Linked DNA regions of Callithrix jacchus: region 1 is linked to region 2. The links are chromatin contacts, called in public Hi-C maps. All regions are on one chromosome and are shown on one strand. Each heading gives the region's core, a stretch centred on a gene start, on an enhancer-like site or on the middle of the called end of the contact. The rest is flanking DNA. Distances are from core to core; before and after follow the strand shown. Region 1 overlaps TMEM243 (transmembrane protein 243). Region 2 overlaps ABCB4 (ATP binding cassette subfamily B member 4).

Evidence for each region. Hi-C and Micro-C count contacts between places; a contact is called where the count stands out from the background.
Region 1: a contact with region 2 is called in a Hi-C map of induced pluripotent stem cells, with 4 times the contacts expected there. The contact joins two enhancer-like sites. A contact is called at or near these places in 2 of 3 Hi-C or Micro-C datasets (induced pluripotent stem cells and skeletal muscle).

What each region holds. Positions count from the first base shown.
Region 1 is chr11:62,500,421-62,505,103 of calJac240_pri, reverse strand. The region is part of intron 1 of TMEM243 (transmembrane protein 243); the gene reads right to left. Among named protein-coding and RNA genes, the nearest start is that of TMEM243, 52 kb to the right of the region's middle. Within about 2 kb of position 1,808, at least 2 of the 16 cell types and tissues checked have an H3K27ac peak or open chromatin away from gene starts, as enhancers often do.
Region 2 is chr11:62,357,807-62,362,738 of calJac240_pri, reverse strand. It overlaps ABCB4 (ATP binding cassette subfamily B member 4), which reads right to left. Exons shown (of 28, transcript XM_078342960.1): 22 at 1,281-1,381. Among named protein-coding and RNA genes, the nearest start is that of ABCB4, 54 kb to the right of the region's middle. Within about 2 kb of position 2,843, at least 4 of the 16 cell types and tissues checked have an H3K27ac peak or open chromatin away from gene starts, as enhancers often do.

The sequences.
Region 1 (4,683 bases), core at 559-3,058, 140 kb before region 2:
TTTTTTCTAAAAGGCCAATGGCCAGCCAGGAATGATATGTAAAGAGAGCAATGGAAATTATTAACTCTGTAGCCAACACTCTCCCCTACCTTTGACCCTTTTGATGGGACCAAACTTGGGTCAGTGGAGTTGACAGAGGTGTTTTGAAGAGGGCCTCCTAGAAGGGGAGCCCGTTAGCATGCAGGACTGCATGTGTGCCAGAAGGTGTCACTCCATCACAACTGGTACTGGAAGGAGAACCCTGCTCCTCACTAAATCTATTTCCTTTAAATCTAAAACCAAGAAGTTAGCTGGCTGTGGCCAAGTGTGTATTTTCCTCATATCATTACCCAGAGGAGATTTGATCAGCTATTCAAATTATGTTTACACTATTGACATTGTTTTAAAATTAATTCCTCTTACAGTCAGGTATTTTAAGATTCTTAGTAAAATATATGTATATGCTAAGAACTTTTCAAAGTGGGAGTGGAGGGCAATATATGTCTTGCTTTCTTTCAGGATAAAATTGTTCTAGACATCTCATCTCCAAGAAGAAATCTGTCAAAATGTTTTGAAAAAGTAAAGTCAACACTTGGCATTTAAGGGACTGCTTCAGAGACTGGAGCCATGGGGACTGACTGCCTTCACCAGGTGATCTGATGAGGGAAAGCAATAGAGCACAGAGGCAGGCAGGAAACAGGCTCTAAAGGCATATTTAACTGCTCTTTAGGTATATGACATATTTCTCCTCAGATTATTTTCTTCCACTGGGGGAAAAATGATCACAATGAATGGCCTTTATAAATGTAGAGGTTAGGCTGGGCGCGCTGGCTCACGCCTGTAATCCCAGCACTTTGAGAGGCCGAGGCAGACAGATCACCTGAGATCGTGAGTTCAAGACCAGCCTGGCCAACATGGAGAAACCCCTTCTCTACTAAAAAGACAAAATTAGCCAGGCAAGGTGGCATGTGCCTGTAATCTCAGCGACTTGGGGGGCTGAGGCAGAATTGCTTGAACCTGGGAGGCAGAGGTTGCAGTAAGCCAAGATCATGCCATTGCACTCTCCAACCTGGGCAACAAGAGTGAAACTGCATCTCAAAACAAACAAATAAATAAATAAATATGGAGGTTATATACGCAGAAAGAAAAAAAAAAACACCTCCTCAACCCAGTTATGGGAGTGTGTTCTGCACAGAGAGAAGTTAAATTTTTAAACTGCTCATCTACTGCTTATAAAAACTAATCTCTAAGAATTTGATTTTGTTCAAAATAAAGGCAAACTGACAATCAGTGCTTCTGCTTGGAGTTTATGTTTCTAAAAAGGAGCCATCAGAGATAGACTACATATTGTAGAAAAGACACTTTAATGAGTCTGATTTTAAGTATACATATATTTAAACATTATGAGTTGCTGGCAAGATGGCCGAATAGGAACAGCTCCAGTGTGCAGCTCCCAGTGACATCAACTCAGAAGGGGGGTGATCTCCTCATTTCCAATGGAAGCACCTGGTTCATATCATTGGTACTGGTTGGACAGTGGGTACAGCCCAAGGAGGGTGAGCTGAAGCAGGTTGGGATGTCACCTCACCTGGGAAGCCCAAGGGGATGGGGAACTCCCTCTCCCAGCCAGGTGAAGCCACTAGGAACTGTCCCCAGCACTCTGACCAAGACACTGTGCTTTTTTCCCACAGTATTCACAACCCACAGACCAGGAGATTTCCTCTGGTGCCTATAACACCAGGGCCCTGGGTTTACAGCACAAAACTGGGAGGTCATTTGGGAGGTCACCAAGCTAGCTGCAGCAGTTTTATTTTCATACCCCAGTGGTGCCTAAAAAGCCAGCCAGAAGAACCATTTACTATCCTGGAAACTAGGGAGCCAAGTGATCATCTAGCTTGGTGGGTCCCACACCCATGAAGACCAGCAAGCTAAGATCCACTGGCTTGAAATTCTCATAGCCAGCAGAGAAGTCTGAGCTCAACCTGGGATATTCAAGTTCAGTTGTGGGAGAGGCATCTGCCATTGCTGAGGCTTGAGTAGGCGATTTCAACCTCACCTGTGTAAACAAAGTCTCCAGGAAGTTTACACAGTGACTGGGCAGAGCCCACAGTAGCTCAGCAAGGCCTCTGCAGGCAGACTGTGTCACCAGACTCCCTCCCTGCTAGGTAGGGCATCTCTGAAAAAAGGTAGCAGCCCCTCAGGGACTTATAAAGCCCCACTTCCTGGTACAGAGCACTTTAGAAAAAAGGCTGTTGTGAGTACAGCTTCAGCAGACTTAAACTTCAGATTTAAACCTGGCAGCTCTGAAAAGAGCAGTGGATTTCCCAGCACAGTGTTCCAGCTCTGATAAGTGACAGACTGTCTCCTCAAGTGACTCCATGACCCCCGTGTATCCTGACTGGGAGACAACTCCCAGTAGGGGCTGGCAGACATGTCATAAAGGAGAGCTCTGACTGGCATCTGGTAGGTACCCTTCTGGGATGAAGCTACCAGAGGAAGATATAGGCACCAATCTTTGCTGTTCTGCAGCCCCTGCTGGTGATTCCCAGGCAAGAAGGGTCTGGTGTGGACCTCCAGCAAATTCTAGCAGACCTGCAGCAGAGAGGCCTGACTGTTAGAAGGAAAAGTAACAAACAGAAAGAAATAGTTTCAACATCAACAGAAAGGACATCCACTGAGAGACCCCCTCTGAAGGTCACCGACTTCAAAGACCAAAGGTAAATAAATTCATGAAGATGAGAAGAAACCGTGCAAAAAGCCTAAAATTCCAAAAACCAAAATGCCTATTCTCCTCCAAGGGATCACAACTCCTGCCCAGAAAGAGGACAAAACTGGATGGAGAAAGTTGGATAAACTGACAGAAACAGGATTCAGAAGGTGAGTAATCACAAACTTCTCTGAGCTAAAGCAGGATGTTCTACCCCAATGCAAGGAAACTAAGAAACTTGAAAAAAGGTTAAAAAAAATGCAAACTAGAATAACCAGTTTAGAGAAGAACATAAACAACCTGATGGAGCCGAAAAACACAGCGCAAGAACTTCATGAAGCATATACAAGTTTCAATAGCCAAATCAATGAAGCAGAAAAAGAATATCAGAGATTAAAGCTCAACACAATGAAATAAAGTGAGAATACAAGATTAGAGAAAAAAGAATGAAAGGAATGAACAATATATAGGACTATATGAAAAGACCAAACCTACATTTGACTGGTTTACCTGAAAGTGACAAGGAGAATGAAACCAAGTTGGAAAATACTCTTCATGATATTATCCAAAAGAAATTCTCTAACCTAGCAAGTCAGGCCAACATTCAAATTCAGGAAATATAGAGAAAACCACAAAGATACTCCTTAAGAAGAGCAACCCCAAGACACATAATTATCGGATTCACAATGGTTAAAATGAAGAAAAAAAATGCTAAGGGCAGCCAGAGAGAAAGGTTAGGTTACCTACAAAGGGAAGCCCATCAGGCTCACAGCTATCTCTCAGCAGAAACCATACAAGCCAGAAGAGAGTGGGGGCCAATGTTCAACATTCTTAAAGGAAAGAATTTTCAACCCAGAATTTTATATCCAGCCAAACTAAGCTTTATAAGCATAGAAAATATAAAATTCTTTATGGACAAATAACAGCTGACAGATACTGTCACAACCAGGCCTGTCTTACAATAGCTGCTGAGGAAGAGCACTAAACATGGAAAGGAACAACCAGTACCAGTACTGTAAAAACACACCAAATTGTAAAGTCCATTGATGCTATGAAGAAACTGCATCAACTAACAGACAATATAAGCAGCTAGCATCATAATGCCAGTATCAAATTTACACATAACAATATTAACCTTAAATGTAAATGGACTAAAGGCCCCAATTAAAGACACAGACTGGCAAATTGGAAAAAGAGTCAAGACCCAGTGGTGTGCTGTATTCAGGAGACCTATATCACATGAAAAGACACACATAGACTCAAAATAAAGGAATGGAGGAATATTTACCAAGCAAAAGGAAAGCAAAAAAAAGCAGGGGTTGCAATCTTAGTCTATGATAAAACAGACTTTAAACCAACAAAGATCAAAAGAGACAAAGAAGGGCATTACATAATGGTAAAAGGATCAATACAACAAGAGCTAACTATCCTAAATATATATGCACCCAATACAAGAGCACCCAGATTTATACAACAAGTTCTTAGAGACCTACGAAGAGACTTAGACCCCCACACACAAATAGTGGGAGACTTTAACACCCCACTGTCAATATTAGACAGATGAATGAGACAGAAAATTAACAAGAATATCCAGGACTTGAACTAAGATCTGGACCAAGCAGACCTAATAAACATCTACAAAACTCTCCACCTCAAACCCACAGAATATACATTCTTCTCAGCACCACATCACACTTTTCCTAAAATTGACCACATAATTGGAAGTAAAACACTCCTCAGCAAATGCAAAAGAATGGAAATCATATGAAACAGTCTCTCAGACCACAGTGCAATCAAATTAGAACTCAAGATTAAGAAACTCACTCAAAACCACACAACTATATGGAAACTGAACAATCTGCTCCTGAATAACTACTGGATAAATAATGAAAACAGGGCAGAAACAAAGATGTTCTTTGAAACCAATGAGAATGAAGATACAACGTACCAGAATCTCTGGGACACATTTAAAGCAGTGTTTAGAGGGAAATTTATAG
Region 2 (4,932 bases), core at 1,594-4,093:
ATGTAAGCATAGTTGTTGTTTCAAAAGTAACTAAAATGTCAGAATTTGAATTTAAGTTTGAAGTATCTGAATGTGGTTTACTACTGTTATGTTGTCTCCTATAACTAGTTGTACTCTGTTAAAATTCATGTTTCAGATTCATAAAAGTTGAGTCCCTGAAGTTTACACCAGAAGTCCTTCCCCAAGCTAGATCCTGTCCACCCTCATATATAATTTATTTGCACCATTTCTAATTAAACCTCATGCTATACTTTATTAGGCTTCTGAATCCTCCAAAAGAACTATAATTTAATTACTCTCAAATATGAAGCCATTTTTGGCAAAAGGAAAAATTCAAAGTACTACTGATTTGGATGATTTAACTTATGGGCTGTCAACATGGTGTTACAAAGCTTAACATAACTGAACAATTTGTGATGCTACTGAATCTTTACATTATAACCAAATTAATAATTAGCTTCAGCTTTCTATTTTTCCTTAACCCTCCTTGAAGTTAAAAATAGGTCATCATTAATGGTACATACATATTTATATGTCAAACATCAAATGGACACAAAGATGTAGCTGCATGCTCTTTAGTAACATATTAAGTATGCATAACTGAGGACATGGCATAAATTGAGACTTCCGAAGTTATCTTTTCAAATTTGCAAGTGTTCAAAACTACCGTTCCAGTCTGCAATGCTGTAATCTAAGTTGTGCTCAATTTTGTTTGTGTTAAAACATAATCATTTATAAAATTGGGCTGCTGTGAAAATGACTGGCAAACGGTACCATTAGGAGATTCTTGAATTGCTCAACTATGAACCACTGAAATAGGCTGTTCTTTATCTTCAGAGTAGGTTGGACCTGGTCCTCATTCAGAGAACAAATGAAACATTTTCCTCTGGAACATACCCAATAGCAAGTCTCACTTTTGGTTCAGTCTACACAATGCAAAGAAAATAAGGGCTTGAGCAATTCCTTAAAGAACTGTTTGTCCTAAGTCACCCAGATGGGTCTTCATGTTGCCTGCTCTGATGACCAAAGACTGTGCAATTCTCTGTATCTCTTACCTCTTGGAGACCTGTTATTACTGTTTTCATAAGATGTAAAAAATATAATCCTGTGTTGTAGTCACATCAAAAAGCTACTTATTTTCAGTGGCAGAATTACTGAAAAAGGTCAGCCTTATAGTCATATCATTGTTTGGAGCAGCAGAACTTTTATTATCTTTTGGGGACAATTACTCAAACTTAGGAAAGCAGTATGTTCTTAGCAGGAATTATATGGTTCATTACCTGTAAGGTCCATACAGTTTTTCAACATACATTGATTCAAATTTTCTCTCCTGGGTCAAAGACACAACTGTCCTAATATTTTCTATTGCCTCTGTTGCAATCTGTAACACAGAATAGACCTCCATTAGAAGTGGTGCTTTTACTTCCAAAATAATGAAAAATAAGCCCTAGGGCTCTGTCAAAAGTATCCTGAAGGTTATGTCGATCGATAGGCTTTAATTTCCTTTACAAAAGGCATAATATGTTCAAGACTAGCTTAATGACAAAATTGGTACTTCTGGCTGTGCTAAGTATGGTAGGCAAGTCTTTGTATGCCCAGGAAGGCCGATCAGCTTAGGGCAAGAACATGGCCTGGGAACCAAGGGCCTGGTTCTATTCCCAGCCTGCCACCAGGCAGTTAGATGACTGGCCTTAGTCACAACCCCTTTGTGGCCTGGCTTTCTTCACAAGGCAGAGTCCTAGAAGAAAGGATTAGGCTGTGATTTGTAAGGGCCTGTTGGAGCTGCCAATTATTTCCTCCCTGGGTATAACTTCTTAGAAAAGCTGTCCAGCCACAATGGGAAGGAGATCCCAATTGTAAACAACATGTGCCTACTTTAAATCCATGATTAAATCAGAGGCAGACACTTGACTAATCTGGGTCAATCAGATTTGGTTTCCTGGCCCTGGACACAAGTTTGAACTGTGAGGCTCTGTGGCTCCAGAGGCTAATGTCACATTGCATATGTGTAAGAAGCTGGCCTGAATATACAGCAGTTGAAAAACTGAATAGGCACATATAGACTCAGATATTAGAGCCTGTGGCTGAAAGGGCTGGTTAAACACAAACAGCCTGCACTTCTTGCACTTCGGAGGAGTGTTCTTATATCAAATTGCTTTTACCCAAACCAGCCAGAGCAGTTTTCTCATTCTTACAGCTAAATCATCCTTGAAAACTGTTCATTGTGACTTGGCTATTTAGTCTAAATCATAGTTCTGTAGCTGAGTCATCTAAACCATCAGCAAGGGAGAATAAAATCTGAATTTTAGGCTTTAACAGCTTTAAAACTTTTTTTACCTCAGTTCTCAGCTTCTGTAATGAGGTAAAAGGAAGATATTTGATGCTTGAGACTGAATAACCATAGATGTTTCATTTGTAATAAAGATAAAACAGACAGCAATAATTACAGGAATAGAGAAAAATTACTGAGCTTTTACTATGTCCAAGTGTTACCTCATTCACCGATATGATATCATTTAGCCTCACAACCCTGAAAAGTAAATATTATTTCTATTCACACAGATGAGAAAACAGAGGCACATAGAAGTTAACTGAATTGCCTTAAGTTCTAAAGTTAATAAATGGCAGAGATGGAATTCCAAGCCAGGCTATCTGATGCCAAGTCCATGTTCCTAAGCCATTATGCTATTTTGCTACCCCTTCTGTGTAATTTACACAAGGAGAAACTAGTTTTTAATGACTTGGCACTCCTCTTGCCGTTCTGGTCATTGGTCAATTGCTTTGTGGGTTAGCTCTGGCACAGAGGGCCTCTAATCTCAGTGACCAGATAGGGCCTGGGTCAAGATGGTTATGAGGCAGCCTTCCCTCCCCACTCCCTGTCCAGCAACCAACACCCTCATTTCCAAGCCCTTTTTGGAAAATTGGGATGGGAATACCTCAAACCCTGATGTACTTTAACGATGATGAAACTGTACCCAGGTAAATGAGAGCATTTCTTTTTACATAAACAGTGATTTGGGATTTTCTCAGGACCTTCTTTCCAACCCTCATTCTCAGTTAATCAAGTGCTGACTGAGTAAACAACACCGAACTAAAACTGAACTGCTGATATTAACATTTAAAAAACTGTTTAATCTTTCATGTTTTTAAAAGCCCTATTAGGTTAAAGTGGCTACTAAAAAAATTAAACTGGCCAGTCTGAGTTATTTAATCTCTGATCCTAAGAATAACAGGGCTTTAGCTGGAAGGAACTCGGGACAGTATCTGGTATAATTTCTCATTTTACTAAGGTGGAATGTGAGGACCACATAAGTTGGGATCTTCTCCATCCTCACACATTGTGAGTAGCAAGGCCAAGACTAATAACCCAAGATTTTGTTTTGTTTCAATACTGCTCAATTCTAACTGCTTTACTCTGACAAAATTCTGACAAATTTCAATGTTGTTAGTCATTTTTAATGGGGTTAAGACTATTATCTTAACTAGATTCAAGATGTTTTCTATCAGGTAACTTGTCTAAGAAAAGTTTATTTTCATTCCATCTAACTGACCATTCTCTTATCTGAAATGTGGAAAGAAGCGGGATTGAGGGTCAGGGTTAGTTAGGCAGTTAGTTGAGTCGCTCAGAAGTCAAGGAAATGATGTCCTAAAGTACCCACAGCCAGCAGCCAAGAGGATCTTCAAGAACTCTGGACACCCAGAGGTTCCCAAGTCCTGGGAACCATATATTGTCCTAGTGAGCTCCAAATCCTGGAGACAATGCAGGGTGAAAATGAGTAGAGTGCATTCTGATGGAAACCTGGAGATGATACCGTTAGACCTAATGTTGCACACAGCGGAAGCTGATGCCAGTTACAAGAAAACAGAAAAGGATTTCACTGGACATAATTGGTTTAGTGGAAACACCGTTGGTCCAAATGTTCATCTTCCTCTTTAATAACGCACCTCTGGAGCAAGTCACTCACCCAGTCTCTGATGCCTTCTTCCCTAAAGAGATACTGTCTGTTCCGCTTCTCATAACTAGGGAAAGTCAGTTGCAGTAATGTGTGTAACAGGGCTTTGTAAAGTGCAATGCTATAGAAACTATATCACAATTCATATGTATTATCTGCTTCACTTCCTCATGTTTCAATAAAGGATAATAATTACATAAATAAGACTCAAAATGTTCATGGGCTTAATCTACATTTAAGCATTTAAGTACAAGTATGTTTGAATAATGTGTTTATGTGTAGATTTAGACATACTTAAACACATATAAAGAAACCATATAGTAGAGATAAGAGCTTTGAAACTAGACCTGAACTTGAATCCCAGCCAAATCTCTAATTTCTGATTCGACCTCAGGTTCAGCATTTCTGAAATGGGGGTAACATTCCTTCCCTTCTTATAGGATTATTGTGAAGATGTAATAAATTGGTGCATGTAAATATGCAGCACAACAACTGGCACATTTGTAAGGCTCAAGTAAATGTTAAGCCCAATTGCATTATAGTGAGAACCGCAAAAATCGAGGCACTACTGCCATCTGGTGGCCACCCACCTTAATTATAGAAATCACAGCCAAGAAGAAAAGGGTCTCTTAAAAATACCAGCAAATGTCTGACCTTGAACAATTCACTTACAGTCTTTGGCATGAAGGTTTGTGAAACATGGATGACATTTGTTCAAACAGTAGCATTGGGATATGAAGTAAAATGAGATTCACTTTGAATATTCGGAAGTTCTTTATCATAATTATGTTAAATGCTTTCTATAGGCTAAAAGCTTTATGTTAATCACCTCCTATTTAAGTTCTAGACATAATACAGCAAAATATTTCATACACCATTTATAATTATTAGTTGTAGTAAGCACAAACATTTAATTATTAAAGCCTGCATATCAAAAATAAATCAAATAAAACTCATATCTAAAAACAACACTTACAAA